Linked DNA regions of Arachis hypogaea: region 2 is linked to region 1. A link is a contact called in public Hi-C data. All regions are on one chromosome and are shown on one strand. The core of a region is the stretch at or near the end of the contact, and the rest is flanking DNA. Distances in the headings are between cores, read along the strand shown. Region 1 has its middle 12 kb from the start of LOC112709768. Region 2 holds the start of LOC140181453.

Region 1 (2,728 bases), core at 110-2,609:
ATTTGTGATTGTCTCAAATTTTTCAACAACTCCAAAAAGTGGCTAAGCAAAACTCCATTTTGAGTCTCTAGAAATGTTCTCTAGAAATGTTGTTTGAGTATTTCCTCTATTAGTGTTTTTATTGTTTCTTTTTTATTATTTCCTACAAAAATTCATAAATTTAAAGTAATAAAAATAATATTTAAATTAAGCACTAAAACACTTTATAATTGAACATAATGCATTGATTTCTTATATGAAATGGCATAAAAAATTACTCATAATGTACATGTATCAATTTACGTTTATATTTTTTAGAATTTATATATATGAATTAGTAAAATTTATTTATTAAAATTAATTAAATATTTACACTAATTAAATAATAATAAAAAAATACTAATTAAAAATTGTTGATCCCAAGAATTTTTCTAATGGATAATTAAACATAACATATATGTAGCCTTGATTTGCACCTGATGCTGACTTTGTATTCTGCGTGGCAATTCATACATACTTTCACGTTCGAATAAAACATATTATCTTTCACCAATGAATAATGTATATAGTTGTTATAGCCTGGCCCACATATAACATGGGCCGACCCGACCCACGAACCATTCGACCCGAACGGTTGGGTGCGAGGCGATCAAATACCGATCCGAACACGTGTCCTGGACAGCTCTCTACTACAGCTGTATGAGGAAGCTTCAACGAAGGTGGGTTCTGCTTCTGTGGGACCCGCTTCTGACATGGTATATATGGGGAGGGTCCTACCCTTCCCCCAAGGTACGTGACACATCACTTTATTCCTCTTCTTTTGCCTGCACACTCAATTGACTTGGGCGTCGGAGTGTCTTTGCAGGTGACGCCCCCTCCACACCAGGAACACAGGAAGTCGGCTGCTCCAGCTCCATCTCCGCAACCCTAAACCAGGTTGAAACCCCACCTTACCACCCGAGGAATCTTTCCGAACCGTCCGGTACCCAAGCTACCGAACAATAGTTAATACTAATATTTGATAAGTATTAAGCAGCCCACAGTAATATTCACAATAGCGAAAATTAAAGTGACAATTTATTACGAAAGATATTTTTTTGGATTATTTCCACCACGATGAGTTCAAAGAAAAGAAAATGAACCCATACGAATCATTATTCATCTATATTGTTAAAATGTCACTTGATTAGATCTAATAATAGTAACATTTATTAAGATTATCAAATGACTAATAGATTTTCTTTTTCGGTAGTTTGCTACATGCTAAACCCGGTAGAGGAGGAAGATTTAAGGTGTGTTATGGTCAACTAGCTAGTTGATATTCTTCGACATTGTTATCAACGATAAACTAATTTTCCAACATCCAAAATAAAAAAGAAAAAAGATTGTCCCAACATCCACCACCATATACAATAATCCAGCCACATCAACATCATCACCTAAAGACTATACCCAGATAGAAAAAAAAATCATTTTTTTTCGCTTATCAAGCTAACTCTAATTAGCTAGTCTTTTATTTTTGTCGTTATTTCCCATTTTTCCCAGATTCATGCATGCATTTGTTGCATATCAAGGCCTTGAAGATTTGATATCTTTAATATTTGACTAATATAGGATTTAAAAAGAAAGATAAGGATAAGCATTTGCGAAACGAGGGCCAGATGGAATGCATGTCATGCACATTCAAGTGGTAAAAAGTAAAAACACTGTGAAAACACATATCCAAATGTGAGTTCAACTATTTTTTTCTTCTGTCGTTATATAATCAACTTTTATTTAATTACTTGATAATTTATAAGTAGTTAAGTACACATATATATTATCTATAAGTGTTTATTGCAAATATGTTAATTTTTGTGCAATGGGAAGTGTCAAACTCATTTTATCTAAATTTTAATTGTTAAAAGAAAATATTTAACGCCAACATTTTTCAACTTATTTTGAATGGCATGTGAGTGACGAACACTACAAGAAACAGTGTGATTATTGACGCTAAAAATCGACGGTTAATTTTTTTGTCAATATTTTTTAACGGCTTGTCGTCGATAAAATGAAAAAGAAATTATTAAAAATAAAATATTAAAATCGACAACTATATATGTCGTCTATTATTTTGGCAACCTTCTAACATTTTAATATTATCGTCACATTGTCGACGAAATATTGGGTGAAAATATTTTCCTTAAAATCGACAGACCAGTTGTCTATTTTAATAATTATAATATCGACAGCTTTTGTCGTCGATAAATTTAGACGATAAAGATCTCTTTCCAAAACTAAATGAATGGCGTAGATTTATTATATAAAATAGATAGCTAAAGTGTTGATTTTTCTTTTAACTAAAATTGGCAAAACTACCGTCGATTTTTATCAACAAAAAATACACCCGCGTTTGCTTCTTACATCTCTCGTTTCACTCAATTCCCCAAAAATTAACCCCAAACCTTCAAAGAATCAGAGTTCAAAGTGAGGCTTCTTCTTATTCTCCAATGTCTGAGAGTAGAGACCAGAGACGGAGTCATGGTCACGGAGAGAGACAAAGAGCCGTTAGAGAGTAGAGCTGCTGTTGCTGCTTCTTCTTTTCCTCCTCCTCCTCCAATTTTTTGGTGGATATTTTCAATTATTTCTACAACTTTCTTCATTCCTGGCACCTTAATCTCAACCTCAACAAGGTTCAATTCCCAATTTCTCTTTTCTTAGCTCCAATCTAATAATAATGATAAGAAGAAAATGAATTATTATCTATGCA
Region 2 (2,728 bases), core at 151-2,650, 100 kb before region 1:
AAAAGTTGAATATAATAAAACCGTGTTAGTATGGCCTATTAAGAGAGATTCCCAGAATCAGCTTTGGTGGGAAAGGAAGCTTAGGATTTCAGGTCTTGGCATTCCTTACAATCCCACCATGTTCCTTGAGAAGGACATTATTTTGGTTATGGAATTTAGGACAATGTTTGCAAATGATGCTAAAAAGACAGACATCTTGTTTTCAAAAATGAGGAACCACTTTGTAAGGAGGAAGCATTTATTGCACCAGAGCTGGGAGGATCATGTGTCCGTAAACTCAGCCACGCTTCACGCAAACAGTCTTTATATGGTGTGATGATTTGTCAAGGCTGGAGTAGTTAAATAGTATGCTGATTGTGTTGTAGTATCTAGATCTTAAGTTGTTAGTTTATGGTTTAGTGCATAGAATCATGGTTTACATTAACGTCTTTAGAGTCATTAGGCATTAGTTGTTAGTAAAGCCAGATGGGTATCCCCATTGTATGGAGTGTGTCTTTAGTTGTCTTATGTTGTTTAAGTGTTAGAGTTGTATGTTCCTTTCTAATTTGTTGTATAGTTCATTCAAATGTGTGTAAGTTTATTAGTACTAAGCTACTTTGTTTTATGTTATTGTTATTTCTCATTTTTAAATCAAGTCATCATTCAGATCTCATGTGTGGATCGATCTATCTATTACAAAGTTTAACAAGTAATATTTAATTAAAGATTATCCACTCATATTTAAACTATTATTCCACAACTAATTTTAACATATTCTGCAAAAATTGGTAGTAGAAATAATAGAGGTTCAAAGTTACACATGGTAGTTTCATCTTAAAATAAACATCAACCTCATGTATCTGACTTTCAATTTTAGGTGATCTTTAAAAAGAAAGAATGTGACGTATAAAAATAAGTGAATTATATAATAAATATGTATATGATGTATCCTACTTGCATTAGGGTATATTTATGTATCATTCTTTCAATGTCCGTATATGCAAATTGTTTGGATAAAAAAATGTAAAAACCAATTTAAAAATGCCAATAACCTATAACAATATTATATATATTTTCAAATTAACAGTATAAAATATACACTTCACAAACGAGGTGATGCCACATCGGCAGTGAAGCTTAGATCGTTGGGAAAGTGAGGAAACGATGGTAGAAGGTATAACCTACCATCAACAAACGAGGTGGCAGCATTGATTGTGGGTGACTTTGATCTCGAAGAAACAGATAGAGATATTGTTGTCGAGACTCGAAGTGGAAGACTTCAGAGAATAAATCAGCTTAATCCTTCCTACTTAGATTGCAGTATCCTTTGTTGTTTTCTTATGGGAAGAACAGTTTCAAGGAGCATATACCTCTTATCAAAAGACGTACTAACTCGACCAAGGGCCACGAAGATGTAACGATGAAGGACTTTTTTGCATTTAGGATACAGGAAAGGTTAGCTGATGGTTCTCCATTACTGTATTCAAAAAGATTATTCCAATAATTTTTGGTGGATGGATATTCTGTGGTTGAGTCTGCTAGACTAACATACATTTGATTAGACAAGGATAAATTTAGGTGTGAGATGTACAATGGAATAAGTGAAGTTGTATTGATGGGTGAAACAACACCTTCATCAAGGGGTAAACGTATCATACTTTCGTCATGTTTCACTGGAGGGCCATGATATATCATACTAAACTATCAAGATACTATGACAATTTGTAGGGTTGTTGGATACCCAGAGCTTTTCTTAACCTTTACTTGCAATCCTAAGTGGCCTGAGTTTAATTTTCTAAAGAATAGGGATCTAAATGCTGAAGACCGTCCTGATATGGTATGTCAAACCTTTAAGGTCAAATTGGATCGTCTAATCCAAGACATCAGAGAGAACAATATATTTAGAAGGGTCGTTGCAGGTAAAATTATTTGTAATCTGAAATATATTTTGATGTTTACTTAAGGATTGTATTGTCTTATTTCCCCCGGTACAATGTGATATGGTTTTTAATTTTAATTATTTATGGTCAACTCAACTACTCACCTTGAGAACATTGTATAAGAATTATATTACGCACAAAATTTGGACCGGGGACCGATGAATAATCTAAAAACCACATGCTCCTTCATTTTATCAAATTACTTCATACTTTCAAGGTTATTCTGTGAACTAAATTTGTTTAATTGTTTCAGTTGTCTATACTATCGAATACCAGAAGCATGGTCTACCCCAAGCATACATCTTGGTCTTCTTACATAGAGATGACAAGTATCCAGCTGCAGATGATATTGATCAAATCATAAGTGCTGAAATAACAGATAAGGATAGAGATCCACTATACTATGAAGTTGTAGAAAAAAACATGATGTACGGTTCATGTAGGAGCATCAAGAAAGACTCACCGTGCATGGAGAATGGAAAGTGCATTAGACACTTTCCTAAAAAATTTGTCAACAACACTACTATTGACGATGATGGATATCCTATTTACAGGCGAAGAGATGATGGAAAGACAATTAGCAAATGTGGGGTTGAACTTGACAATCGTTATGTTGTCCCACACAATAAAAAACTTCTTTTGAGATATGGGGCACACATTAACGTTGAATGGTGCAACTAATCAAGATCAATCAAATACTTATTCAAGTATGTTAATAAAGGAAACGATCGAGCAACTGCTTCGTTTTACAACAGTAGCACAACCGATGTAGAGAATGATGAGTGTGATGAAGTTAGCATGTATTATGA

Evidence for each region. Hi-C and Micro-C count contacts between places; a contact is called where the count stands out from the background.
Region 2: a Hi-C map of leaf shows a contact between it and region 1, with 2.5 times the contacts expected there. The contact joins the promoter of LOC140181453 here to the enhancer-like site in region 1. A contact is called at or near these places in 2 of 8 Hi-C or Micro-C datasets (both in leaf).

Annotation. Positions count from the first base shown.
Region 1 is chr1:29,689,607-29,692,334 of arahy.Tifrunner.gnm2.J5K5, reverse strand. No RefSeq gene overlaps it. Among protein-coding and RNA genes, the nearest start is that of LOC112709768, 12 kb to the right of the region's middle. Within about 2 kb of position 1,359, at least 1 of the 3 cell types and tissues checked has open chromatin away from gene starts, as enhancers often do.
Region 2 is chr1:29,792,859-29,795,586 of arahy.Tifrunner.gnm2.J5K5, reverse strand. It overlaps LOC140181453, which reads left to right and starts at 1,400. Exons shown (of 7, transcript XM_072225051.1): 1 at 1,400-1,458; 2 at 1,708-1,898; 3 at 2,173-2,526; 4 at 2,641-2,728. The coding sequence starts at 1,400.